Linked DNA regions of Zea mays: region 2 is linked to region 1. The links are chromatin contacts, called in public Hi-C maps. All regions are on one chromosome and are shown on one strand. Each heading gives the region's core, a stretch centred on a gene start, on an enhancer-like site or on the middle of the called end of the contact. The rest is flanking DNA. Distances are from core to core; before and after follow the strand shown. Region 1 holds the start of LOC100272754. Region 2 has its middle 61 kb from the start of LOC103642369.

Evidence for each region. Hi-C and Micro-C count contacts between places; a contact is called where the count stands out from the background.
Region 2: a Hi-C map of tassel shows a contact between it and region 1, with 4 times the contacts expected there. The contact joins the enhancer-like site here to the promoter of LOC100272754 in region 1. A contact is called at or near these places in 2 of 25 Hi-C or Micro-C datasets (ear and tassel).

Annotation. Positions count from the first base shown.
Region 1 is chr10:33,371,059-33,377,959 of Zm-B73-REFERENCE-NAM-5.0, forward strand. LOC100272754 reads left to right here and starts at 5,439. Exons shown (of 4, transcript NM_001147207.1): 1 at 5,439-5,597; 2 at 5,717-5,783; 3 at 6,099-6,389. The coding sequence starts at 5,508. The coding sequence ends at 6,379.
Region 2 is chr10:33,741,358-33,748,495 of Zm-B73-REFERENCE-NAM-5.0, forward strand. No RefSeq gene overlaps it. Among protein-coding and RNA genes, the nearest start is that of LOC103642369, 61 kb to the right of the region's middle. Within about 2 kb of position 1,999, at least 17 of the 20 cell types and tissues checked have an H3K27ac peak or open chromatin away from gene starts, as enhancers often do. A contact at or near this core is called in ear and tassel, where this site is marked.

The sequences.
Region 1 (6,901 bases), core at 4,189-6,688:
CCATGCTGGCAGCCTGCCTGCTCAGAACGCTGACAACCCTTTTCCTTTTTGCCCCTTCGCCACCTTTGTTGAGTCGTTCATAATCAGGGTATTCAAAATTTAGAGCGTCCATTACCCGGTTCAACCTTCATTTTGGTCGGGTGCCGAAGGCCGTAATCATTAATTGATCTTTTTTGTATAGTTTCCCAAAATTTCATTGCACATTGTCTCAATCATTTCCAGCCACTCTTGGCAAGGCTCCTTGAACTGTTTCTCAAATTTAAAACGATAAGGCAATCGAACAAGCTCAAGTTTTTTCTTTGTTCCCTTTAGCTTCGGCATGCTCCATTCACTTGACGTTGGAGGTGTTCTATTAGCCAAGTATTCTTGAACCAGATCTCTAGTGCTGATTTGTTCAACCACCACCCTGAATTCTGATACAGACAGTTGGCATGTTGACCCTGGCTGCATGTTGCACAAAGGTATGGTCATTCTGAAGCTTAAAGCCAACGGGCACATGACCATCGTCATCAGTTTCCCCCTTCTCTTTTCATCGGCTTTAATATAAAACCATTCACTCTTCCAGTATGTTGACCACTTGGTGCGATAGCTAAGGACCGGAGCCTTCGTATCTTTGCGATACGCGAAATTATAACAACCAAAATTCTCATGTAAACCATCTGCTCTGGCCTTCATTTGGTAGTGCAGCTCATGCACTCGGCAGAATGCTTCAGCATCTGGGTCCATCCCTTGGCTTCGATGGCCCAGATGAAGATACTGAGCCTAACGATAGTGTTAGGGGTCAATTGATGAAGATAAATTACAATTTTTTTCAAAACTTCTCCTATCATCTCGTTCAGAGGAAACCGTAATCCTGCTCTGAAGAAACTTTTGAAAACCACTACTTCATCATCCTTCGGCGTTGGAATGGTTTCTTCTCCGAAAAAACGAACACGCTTCCTCTCAGCTTCTCCAAAGTAGCCCAGTTTCATCATCATGGGGCACGTCGGCTTCAGACACAGTAGACTTCTCAAAATCTAGGTGGCTGGGTTTTGATGGGATCAAAATGCTATAATCATCCTCTTCTTCATCAGCATTTTCTTCCTCAATATCAGCCTATTCAGCTTCGGCAGCAGGTGTATCTTCGTCAATGGTTCCCTCTGTCACAACTAAACCCGACTGTCTCATGACTTCGGAAACGGGAGCTGTCTTGGTGGCCTCGGTCTCCTCTCCTTCACGAGTCACCCTTGCAGTCGAGCGTACTCTAGCCATATGATGGATTTTTTGCGGTTTTTACGAAGTTGATGTCTTTCACAGTTTTGACAAAGTTCTCTTTTTTGACGAAGCTAACTCAAAATGATGGTTCGCTCGAGAGTGCAGTAAAAAAGCTTTGGCTATGGTTAAATTTTTTAACTACACAACAGTGCAATGCCAATGAATGTTGTGGTAACTCCACACCTACCCGTCTGTTTATATAGTGATGCAGGTGGGAAGGTGAACCGCCAAATCGCCCGCACCCGCTGAATGGTGGGCCACTCGGCGTCTGGAAGGTTAATCGACAGATCGCTCGTACCCGCTGAGCGCTGGGCCATCTGACACTTGGAATATTTTAATCGTTTCTCGACAACGAGCTCAGGGAAGGTGTTTTTCGGACCTTCGGCATTCCGAAGCCTTTGAGATTTTTTTCACGGGTCAAGCTCGTTACGAAAAATGATCTAGCACCATGAAGGGGCTACTGTTGGGGGCATGCTTCTTTACCGAAGGTCCTCCAAGCAAAAACACCTTCGGCAGTATGATATGTGAACTAACACAGCATGAAGGCACAAGCCAAAGCTGCAACCCACAAAGCTTCGGCATAATGACGCGCCTTGAGACGAAGGGCGACACTGACTTAAAGAGGAAAAGACCGTTTAGTCCCTAATAGTTTGTGTCACATTTGTAATTTGTCATCAAGGACGTAAATGTAATTTTGACTGGCTGCGTCCCGCGCCTATAAATAAGCGAACAGTAACCCTGTACTGTTCACGTTGACTTGTATTCACTCGCACGTCACGCTTGGACTTTTACCTTCTGTCAAGCCGAAGGTATAAATGTAATTCGATAATGTTCATGTTTATTCATGATAAGATAATAAAAATGTTCTGATAATGTCATATAATTATTCATGTTATTTTTCATGTTTCATATGCTTCTACTTGCTTTATTATATACAGAGATGATGAAGGTACATCCTTCATAACCTTCGTCTGAAGACCATTATATCCTAAGGGAGATAATGCTTTGAAGGACAAAGGTCTTTAACCATTAACATTTTGTGTTGCCTTATTCTTAACTCATAGCATTTGAGAACAAGTCACCAACAGACGAGTTCTAGTTATCTTAGTGGCAAACCCCCAGTCAGCTGCCTATGCATGCCTTATCTACTACCTCCGCCCCATATCAACTTGTGCCATATCAATATGCATACCTACCACCACTCTATGCCCCAAATAAAATGTGGGGCCTACCATCATATCAGTAACAGATACCATAGTACCCCATGTGGGGAGCACCCCAAACTTCTATATCTGATAGGTTGGCGCCACCAATACAAAACCGATTAGGGTCGTCTCAATCTAGTCACCAGGCACAGGTCAAGCAAGGATGCCAGACTACTTGGCCACAAAGGTCGTCCAATCCGGTAGGGGCATGGAGAGAAAATATCCATGTACGCCAAGAGAACAAGAAATGGAATATCATCAAAATTGGCACAACAAATGTCGACATACAAGGGAACAATGAAGGGCCGATAATTTTTGGTAAATCAACCAAAACAAACAAGGAAAGAAACACATGAACAACAAGTAAAACAACTGACACGAAGTACTCCATGCCCCGATGCTACCCATCGGGACTAACATGTTCTCAAAAGCGCAAATTACAGCGCTTAAGAGCAAAAGAAAGCAAGGAAAAGGAGGTAGAAAAATATTTAATGACACACACCAACAGTACCCTGCCGCCATAAAAGAGGTAGAAACCAAAGGCTGTCGAAGCAACTCAAGAGGCCAAAAAATTAAAGACAAAAAAGCAGCTATGCAGGTCCCTATAGGTACCTCGGACAGTCCAGCTCGAGAAGCCAGGCCATCCGAACCAGCAGTGGACTGTCCGACCCTCGAGTCTGGATCGTCCGCACCGTACCAGGAAGCCTCCAACAATGCGCCGACGCCCATGGATGAGAGGACAACATCGAGGAGGATGATTTACTAGGAGAGGACCTGGTCGACTACAGAGCCTCGCCCGAGCACCCAGGTATGGATGTAAATGTGATTACATTTTAAGCCGATTACACTATTATCAGTGACGATGAACCTGTTATTGCTCAATTTGATTTTGGTCCTAAAGAGACTGCCTTCACCAAGCCAAAAAATTGGTCAATCATTTAAAGCGGTCTTTGTGCGCGGGCATATCGATGGAGTACCGATTGCTAAAATGTTGGTAGATGGTGGGGTGGCCATGAATTTAATGTCATACTCATTGTATAGAAAATTAGGGAAGCAGGATGACAAATTAGTCAAAACTAATATGACACTCAGCGGCATTGGAAGCGATAGTTCGATCAAGGCCAAGGGAGTCATGTCTGTTGAATTAACCATCGGGACAAAGACTCTTGTTGGTGCTTTCTTCGTCGTCAACATAGAAGGAAATTATAGTATAATCTTAGGTAGATATTGGATTCTTGCAAATCAATGTATACCTTCTACTTTACATCAAATGTTATTACAATGGGTAGGAGATAAGGTAGAACAGGTACATGTCGATGCATCAGCTTGCATTGCCATAACCGATGCCCCTGTACTCTAGACCTATGAGACTTCCACCTATCTCATAGGAGTCGATTTTTCTGATTACCAGTTCATAAGCATAGATATAAGAGGGTTCATCCCTGTAATGCTAGAGTCGGCTAAATCATAAATAAGGTTAAAATGATAAACACACTAATAAATAGTGACTGTCGGGACGTGGACGGTCCGACCCCTAAGGCTGGACGGTCAAGGTGCACCAGAGAATGGCGTAGAGAACATACCCTGTCACGGACTATCCGCCCCAACATCGGATAGTCCGGTGGCTACCAGAGAGTGCAGCAGAGAGTCCACTGTCCTGGATAGTCTGGCCCCTGAGGTCGGATAGTCTGCGGATGCATAGAGAGCCTCAAACTATTTTGAGGTATGCACAAGAGAAGAATTTAGAGATCTCGACAAATTAGGACATGGGTTTACATCGGCCGATCCTTTGGAGGAGATTGATATAGGGGAAGGTAAAACTCCAAGACCGACTTTTGTGAACAAGACCCTGAAGCCGATCCTAGGAATGAAATGATTGGCTTATTAAAAGAATACTCTGATTGCTTTGCTTGGAACTACACTGAGATGCCAGGATTAAGCCGAGAGCTAGTGGAGCATCGATGACCTATTAAGTCTGGCTTCAAGCCCTTCAAGCAGAGACCAAGATCATTTCGTCCAAGACTTATTGCCTAGGATCAAAGACAAAATTCACAGGCTCTTGGAAGCTAACTTTATTAGGTCTTGCAGTTATACGAAATGGATCTATAATATTGTGCGGGTGGAGAAGAAGGATTCAGATAAGCTCAGAGTATGTATTGAATTCCGAAATCTAAATAGGGCGATTCCTAAAGATGAATATCATATACCTGTAGCCGACATGTTAATTAATAATGCATCAGGAAATATAGATATTAGCTTTCTTGATGGCAATGTGTTATATAATCAGACCTTCCTGATCGAGAAAGATACGTCTAAAACGATCTTTATATGTCCGGGCGTTATTTGAGTGGATGGTTATGACATTCGGTTTAAAAAATGTTGGTGTCACTAATCAAAGGCCTATTCATTTGATCTTTTATGAGTTGTTGGGAAACACTATGAAAGTTTACATTAATGATATATTAGTTAAATCAGCTGAATTTGGTTCTCATATAACTTATTTGCGCAAAACTTTTGATAAGATGTGTTAATATGATTTAAAAATAAACTCTTATAAATATACTTTTGGAGTATCGATCGACAAATTCTTAAAATTCATCATTCATGAACAGGCAGCGGAGTAATGGCAGCCATGCGACTGGAGAAAAGGAAGGAGAGCCGAGCGTAAGCAGCAGCGAAAAAAAAAATCCTTCCCCTTTTTAGAGGCCAGCAGCGGCAACTGACGACGCAGTGGGTCAAGTGGGCTATCTTTTGTGCACGAGGGCCCATGTCCCTGCTCGAAACGAAGCCCATTACATGCGGTGACGGGTGGGCGTCTCGTCTTCTCCGACGAGGGAGCCCCAGCCACTAGCTACCAACCCGTGACCCTAAAACCAACTAAAGTCCAGAACAGAGGCAGCTCTCTTGGCGTGCTCACCTGCTTGCTCCAAGATTTACCCCTCCCTCGGTGCCTGATACCTCTATCCTCCGCATCCGTCTCTAAAGACAAGGCAGTCGTCAAGAAAGGGAGTTTGACCAAGAGCCTGTGGTGTCCGTCGGCTGCCATCCATGGCAGGGGAGGCCAAGAAGCTCTTCTTCGCATCCGAGGTTACTCTCCACGCCTCCAGGAAGGACTGCTGGGTCGTCATCGGCGGCAAGGCGAGTGAGAAGAAGATCATCCTTGCTGTGCTTCTCTTGCATCTGTGGGGAAGAGAGAGATCCGACCTCTGATATGGTTTGGTCGGCCTCTGATTGTTTTTCTGGCTGGTTGGTTTCAGGTGTATGATGTGACCAAGTTCTTGGAGGACCACCCTGGGGGAGAGGATGTGCTTCTCCATGCATCAGGTAGTAAGCTCAGCTTTGATTTCCTCTCGTCTGCTTGTTGACAGATGACAGAACCGTAACCTTATCGGTCCAATTTCGTGACAATTGCATATTTGGGACATTAAACATAGCGCTTCGCAATATTGCCATCCAAAAGATTTATTTCGCAAAATAGGGACTACAAACATCTTCTAATTGATTATACTACCAGTTATTGTATAATCTTCCTTTTATTACTTGGTTCCCTGTATTTTGTATCTAAGGAGACCAAATTACCTTGTGCGTGCGTTTTGTCTCCATGCCGCCATGGACGACCGGCTACCGTCCTGCCCACAGCCGCCCCATGCCCCGTCCAGGCCCGGGCTCACCCCTGCTGCGCCATCTGCCGAGCTCGACCCTGCGCGCTGGCCGAGGCCGCTGCCGCGCCGACCACCACGCTGGGCGAGATCGCGCTAGGTGAGGTCGTGCTGGGCGATGTCATGCTGGACAGGGCGCCTCGTCTGCATCATAGCCCATGGACACACCGACCATGGAAAAGCTGTATCGTTGTCCTGGTGTTTCATGAGCATTACGTGAGCAATAAGAGTTGTTTGCATCCTACAAGTTGCAAATACTAGCTTCATGCTGGTGAGTGCAGACAAGCTGCAAGTTGCAAATACTAGCTTCCTGCTGCTGACGAATCTACAATTTACAAATACTAGCTTCCTGTTGGCCAGCTGTTCACTTGATCCTGGTGAGCGCGAGAGAGCAGGCGAGCTGCGTATAATTACATAGGGCTACAAGCGGCTAATCAGGGAAAAATACATGAAATTAGATTAGAAAAGCTAGACTATAGGCTAAATTGTAGTATAATCGAGTAGATGTTTGTAGTCCCCTTTTTGCGAAGTAAATCTTTTGGATGGCAATATTACGGAGCGTTATGTTTAGAGTCCCAAATATGCAATTGTCTCGTCCAATTTTCTCATTTGTAATTATGGTTTGAGACTTATGATAGACTTTGCTGGGCGAACTGAATGCAGAACTTGATCCAAGTTCCAGAACCGCTAGAATGAGAAATTAAGTTAAAAAAACCATGAATTTACACTTAGAAGCGGCATTTGGGATGGTCCCAAAATCTGAAATATACTCTCGGATTCCTG
Region 2 (7,138 bases), core at 749-3,248, 370 kb after region 1:
GTCAATAGCTCCTCTCTATGAGTCTATGAGATCATCCACACGTTTTTCCTTTTCCTTTTTTCACTTCCAGATGGATATCTTCTCGATGACATGATTACACAAAGCACTGAAAATAAAAAAGATATATATCACAAATTGAATGATAACATAAGAATGACTATACATATCTAAATAGTGTGGTTATTATTATTAATCAGTTATCTTAAATTTGTTAATTAGATTAAGCCAACAATAAGCCAACAATCAGTTACCTTAAATAGCTCGCAGGACGCAGGACCACGCAGGGAGGGATCGCCGGATCCGCGAACGGCGATCGTGATCACCTGATCGGTGATCCGGTGGCGGTGATTGACTGATCGGCTCGGCTGATCTGAATATCTGATTGCCAACCGCTAGGAGGAGCCCAGGACGCGGGACTGCGGGAGCGGCCGAGCGGACGCCAGGCAGGCGATTAGGCGGGCGGCACCGCGGCAGGCGAAGGCGAACGATCGGTCGATCGCTATAGCCTATAGGCTGCAGGGTCCGTGAGTCCGTCCGTGGAATATTTTTGATGGGGTGGGGCCCACTAGCTTTGTGGGGCCCGGTGCGGTGGCACCGCTTGCACCCCCAGGGCCGGCCCTGGGTTTTTGTATGAACTGGTACAAAGGTTACGTCTTTTAGTACCGGTTCAAGTCAACTAGTCCTAAAGTCATCTCTTTAGTACTAGTTCATACAATCGAGACTAAAGATCGAGGTCTTTAGGTACCGGTTGGTAGTCCCGTATTGTAGCCAGTTCCTAACCGATATAGATTTTGCATTTTGCAGCAGTGAATCTATTATCTATGTTGTGGTTATGGTGGATAATCCTCGCTGGTTACATGGACCAAAAAAATAAAGACCCGAAAAGTCACCAAGATATCCTGTTTTTGTTATTTTTCATATATATATAAACTTTGCAGAAAGTTTGGAGCGTGTTGCACGCCCAAAATTAAGTGCACTTCCAAGAAAGCATGTCATGCGTACAGACTATCTAGCAATTAGCATTGTATAAAATTAACCACAGCCACAGCAGCAGTCCCCAAGTGGCTCTTTATCAACCACTTTGTTCTTAATCTTTTCTCTTCTGCCAAAATCATAAATCTTTATGAGCATCGCATGTCCCTAATATTCCCAATTCCCTAGCAGATCCAGCGCGTGAAGAAAGGCAAACTATAGAGTTGGAAAGCATAGGCCACCGTGCATTCTTAGAGCAACTTTATTAGGGGACTCTTTATATCCTTTCTAATAGCTAGAAATATAGTTTTTTTAAAAAAAAATACTAACAATCTTTTTAAATAGTCATCCCAATATACTTGTTTTCTATTAATATGGACTTCATTAATCAAAGATAGAAAATGACAATAACTATAAGAAATATAGAGAAAAGTTTATGGATAGTGAAAAAATATAGAAGACAGTTTTTATGTAAATAACACTATAAATGATATTATAAATAGTGAAATTTAGAAAAGCTCTTGCTCTCTATCCTAAGATTATGATCAAGATCGACTTTGGATTCCCAATTCCTTCTCCTTGAAGTAACCAGAGCCCGTACCACTAAAGCCAGAAAGTGTAACTTCAATTCCGCAAATACACATCTGCTCAACACGTTCTCTATTTCGTCAACACACTTTTGTTCTACTAAACTAGCACTTGAAGATGTAGCCGTACCGTATCAACTTAACCTTTCGGCTGTGCAGTGGGCCCATGCCAAAATCCCTGTTGCAAAGCTCAGATAACAGACTTTGAGAAAGATCCAGCGGTCACTGACGAGTGACGACGTCACATTCCAATCTGACGTGGCCATATCTAATTGTGCTGCTAAGCACATCCAAGTGTCCAGCGTGTCGCTGTCCACAACACGGAACCTCCTGACGTGCCGTGCGTAGGTCACATTTCCGATCCCGGCCGTCCACACCTCGGCACCTGTCCCAACTCCCAACTGTGCAGTGGGCCCACGCCGACCACGCGCCATGTCATGTGCGAGATATTTCCGGGGTGGGCGGGTTGCCGACTCCGGATGCCTGGGGTTGCGGGACCGTCGGTCGTCGGCGCTGAGGCCTTTCCGCCATGTGTCGGCATTCGGCAACAGCAGCAAAGGAGGATGGAGCAGAGGAGCAGACACGGTTCATACACGGAATGGCTATGGGCCGTACTGTCAGCATCACTTTCCCAACTACTCAGGAGGCGGGCGTCCAAGTCAGCCGTGGCGGCAAGACAACCGGAGAACACTCAAGAGTCACGAGCACAAGAAAATGGGCCGGCGAGTAAGAAGGCCGAATTCGAGGATTGAGGGCCCTGAATGGGTCGTGTAAACAGACTGGCACTGATTGTATAAGCGGCAACCAGGTTAGAGATGACAATACGTAAATACTCATCGAATATTACTATCTCATACACACCCTCGAGAATAAATAATCATGTCGAGCCACCCATATCTACGGGTAGATATGAATTTATCCCCATACTCATACCCATGTGGTATGGGCACTCATCGGGTCGCCCGTACTATCACACCTGGATTTAAGGGCAAACTCGGGCGCGAAACAAATATGTGCTAGTATCAAGTCTCATACATATGATAACTCATGGTATAGAAATGAATGTCACATCTTTATTATATAGTTGAGGTTCTGTACAAAATAGCTAAATAAATACATCATATGAAGACAACGATCTTTCGCAACCATAGTTGACTGGGAGACGACGACCTAGACCTCTCATGAACTCATCACGCCATCCTTCATGTTGCTTATCTTGCGGTACCTGTCCATGACCGGGGGTTAGTACAACAAGGTTGAGCTCGCATATGTTCGTCACTCAACAAGTTGTAGGGAATAATATGCATGAGCTCACTTACGACGGGGCTCATGTAAAGTGTAAGGCTCATTAACAAATAGGGTTAAGCCTGAGCATTTCTTTTAATAAGTTGGTCAAAATTTTAGTTGCAGTTACTAAGTATAAGTAGATATCATTCCAATAAAATAAGAGATCACAATTAATAATAAATCCAACAATGCAATGCATATGACAAATTAAGTTTAATTTCATAAGTTATTCATGTGAGGGTCTGAGCCGCTCTTGACCGTGAGTACTGCTGATATATCAGTTTTACACTCTGCAGAGGTTTCACAACTTTACCCACAAGACATGTTTCCCGTTTAGCCAGGGTTTGCGAGACCCTTAGACACTCCCAAGGTGAATGGCTAGGGATCCACTGCGAGGCCTGTCGGGGACCATAATTAGGGGTACCCCCAAGACTCCTAATCTCAGCTGGTAACCCCCATCAGCACAAAGCTGCAAAGGCCTGATGGGCGCGATTCCAGTCAAGGCTTCATCCACACAAGGGACACGATCTCGTCTCACCTGAGCCCAACCTCGGGCAGGAACAATAGACCAAGGCAGATTCACGCCTCGCCCGGGGGTCTCCTCAAACAACGGACGCACCTTCGACTCGCCCGAGGCCCAGCTCGGGCAGGCTTCGCGGAGAAGCAGCCTTGGCCAGATCGCCACGCCAACCGACCGTATCGCAGGAGCATTCAATGCAAGGATCGTCTGACACCTTATCCTGACGCACGCTCCTCAGTCGACAAGGCCGCAGTGACCGCAGTCACTTCGCCGCTCCACTGACTGACCTGACAGGAAAACAACGCCGCCTGCCCTGCTCCGACTCCTGTGCCACTCGCCAGAGTGAGGCCGACAACAGCTAAGTCCAGCCTCGGGCGCCATAGGAAGCTCCGCCTCGCCCGACCCCAGGGCTCGGAATCAACCTCGACGCCAGAAGACGGTCTCCGCCTCGCCCGACCCCAGGGCTCGGACTCAACCTCGACGCCGGAAGACAGTCTCCGCCTCGCCCGACCCCAGGGCTCGGACTCAACCTCGACGCCGAAAGACGGTCTCCGCCTCGCCCGACCCCAGGGCTCGGACTCAACCTCGACGCCGGACGACGGTCTCCGCCTCGCCCGACCCTAGGGCTCGGACTCAGCCTCGACCTCGGACGACGGTCTCCGCCTCGCCCGACCCCAGGGCTCGGACTCAGCCTCGACTCTGGAAGACGGTCTCCGCCTCGCCCGACCCGAGGGCTCGGACTCAGCCTCGACCTCGGAGGAGTCACCACCTCGCTCGACCTCGGGCTCGAACCGACCACGTCACAGGAGGGGCCATCATTACCCTACCCTTAGCTAGCTCAGGCTATGGGGAACAAGACCGGCGTCCCATCTGGCTCGCCCCAGTAAAACAAGTAATGATGGCACCCCGCATGCTCCATGACAACGGCGGTTCTCAGCCCCTTACGGAAGCAAGGAGACGTCAGCAAGGATCCGATAGCCCCGACAGCTGTGCTTCCACAGGGCTCAAGCGCTCCTCCGACGGCCATGACATCACATGAACAGGGCAGCAACACCTCTCTGACAGCCACGACGACATGTACATAGGGCTCTGGCTCCCCTTTGCTAGACACGTTAGCACATTGCTACACCCCCCATTGTACACCTGGGCCCTCTCCTTACATCTATAAAAGGAAGGTCCAGGGCTCTCGTACGAGAAGGTGGCCGCGCGGGAGAACGGGCTGGCGGACAGTCTCTCTCTGCCTCTCTCCCTCGCGAACGCTTGTAACCCCCTACTGCAAGCGCATCCGCCCTGGGCGCAGGACAACACGAGGCTGCGGTTTCCCCTTACTGTTTTCCCCCCTTGTGTTCCGTCTCGCGCGGACCCATCTGGGCTGGGACACGCAGCGACAATTTACTCGTCGGTCCAGGGACCCCCCGGGGTCGAAACGCCGACAGTTGGCGTGCCAGGTAGGGGACTGCTGCGTGTTGACGAACAACTTCCCGTCAAGCTCCAGATGGGTAGTCTCCAGCAACCTCTCCAACCCGGGACGGTGCTCTGTTTCAGGAGCCTTGAGTTCATGTCCCTCGACGGCAGCTACGACATGATACTCCTTCCTCCGCCGCGCGACAACGACAATGGCGGCCGTCAGCCCGCCCGCCGGCGGCGGAATCGACGACGTCTTCCCCACATGGCGGAAGAGCAACATCCGGGTCTGTCCCATCACCTTCCCCACCGACGGAGGAGGAGGCGGGGCAGGCATGGCCAAGCAGGAGGTGGCACTTCGTCGGCTGTCGAGCGAGTCGACGGCGCCGGTGCCCCAACGGGGGACACGTCGAGCGTTGACCTCGCGTCTGAGACGAAGACGAGCGTCGTTTCCCCGCAACACGCCAACCCCAAGCAGACGGACGACGCCAGCACGCTCGCGAAGGACTTGCTGGGCGTTAGCCTCGTACCTGAGATAATGGTGCAGTCCGTCCCTGACGCGACTTTGTCACCATCCGTCGATCAAGAGGTACCGTCCGTTTCCCATCCTATGCCTTTTAGATTCAGCTTCGACCCACCAAGCGACCCCGCTTCGGTGGATGCTTTCATAAAGGCATATCCGAACCTTCCGAGGTATTATATGCGGTCAACCTGGGACCGACTGACGGCCGTCTCGACCTACGGGCCCCCGGGTTCCGAGGAAGATGACGAGCCCGACTATGGTTGGGATTTCTCCGGGCTCGATAACCCCAGTGCCATGCGGGACTTCATGACCGCATGTGACTACTGCCTCTCCGATTGCTCCGATAGTAGCCACAGCCTCGGCGACGAGGACTGTGGCCCAAGTCGCGAATGTTTCCACGTCGATCTAGGGGGTCTCGACGAAGGCAACCACCTTGGTATGCCGGAGGACGGCGATCCCCCTAGGCCTGCGCCTCACGTTGACATCCTTCGGGAGCTAGCTGTGGTCCCAGTCCCTGCGGGGGGTCAGGACGCACAGCTCGAGCAAATCCGCGAGGTACAGGCCAGGCTCGACGAGGAAGCAGGACAACTTGTGCAGCTTCTGCAAAATATCGGGCAGGAGTGGGCAGGCCGAGCACCGGCCGGAGAAGCGCGTCATCTGGCCCAGGATGTCAGACACCGCATCGCCGACGATGCCAGGGCAAGGCTACCCCCGGCTTCCAGTGGGGTCGGCCAGAACCTGGCTGCAGCAGCAATACTACTCCGAGCGATGCCGGAACCATCCACCACCGAGGGGCGCCGTCTCCAGGGAGAGCTCAAGAATCTTCTGGAGGATGCTGCGGTCCAACGGGCCGAAAGCTCTGCCTCCCGAAGGTAGCGGTACCCCCCCAGAGCATCGCATCGCGACTTCCTGATTCATGCGGGAAGCCTCGGTCCACACCGGGCGCACGCAGAACACGACACCTGCGGCCCCAGGTTGCCTCGGCAACGAGAACCACCGCCACGACCGTCAAGCCCACCTCGACGATAAGGTGCGCCGAGGCTACCACCCCAGGCGTGGGGGACGCTACGACAGCGGGGAGGATCGGAGCCCCTCGCTCGAACCACCCGGTCCGCAGGCTTTCAGCCGGGCCATACGACGGGCGCCGTTCCCGACCCGGTTCCAAACCCCGACTACCATCACCAAGTACTTGGGGGAGACAAGGCCGGAACTGTGGCCCGCGGACTACCGGTTGGCCTGCCAGCTGGGTGGAATGGACGATGACAACCTCATCATCCGCAACCTCCCCATGTTCCTCTCCGACGTCGCCCGAGCCTGGCTGGAGCATCTGCCTCCTGCGCAGATCTCCAACTGGGACGACCTGGTCAAAGCTTTCGCTGGCAACTTCCAGGGCACATACGTGCGCCCTGGGAACTCCTGGGATCTCCGAAGCTGCCGCCAGCAGCCGGGAGAATCCCTCCGGGACTACATCCGGCGATTTTCGAAGCAGCACACCGAGCTGCCCAACATCACTGACTCGGATGTCATCGGCGCATTCCTCGCCGGCACCACTTGCCGTGACCTGGTCAGCAAGCTGGGTCGCAAGACTCCCACCAGGGCGAGCGAGCTGATGGACAACGCCACCAAGTTCGCCTCTGGTCAGGAGGCGGTGGAGGCCATCTTACGAAAGGACAAGCAGCCTCAGGGGCGCCAACCGGAAGACGTCCCCGAGGCGTCCGCTCAGCGCGGCACCAAGAAGAAGGGCAAGAAGAAGTCGCAAGCAAAACACGACGCCACCGACGCAGATCTTGTCGCCGCCGCCGAGTACAGGAACCCTCAGAAGCCTCCCGGAGGCGCCAACCTGTT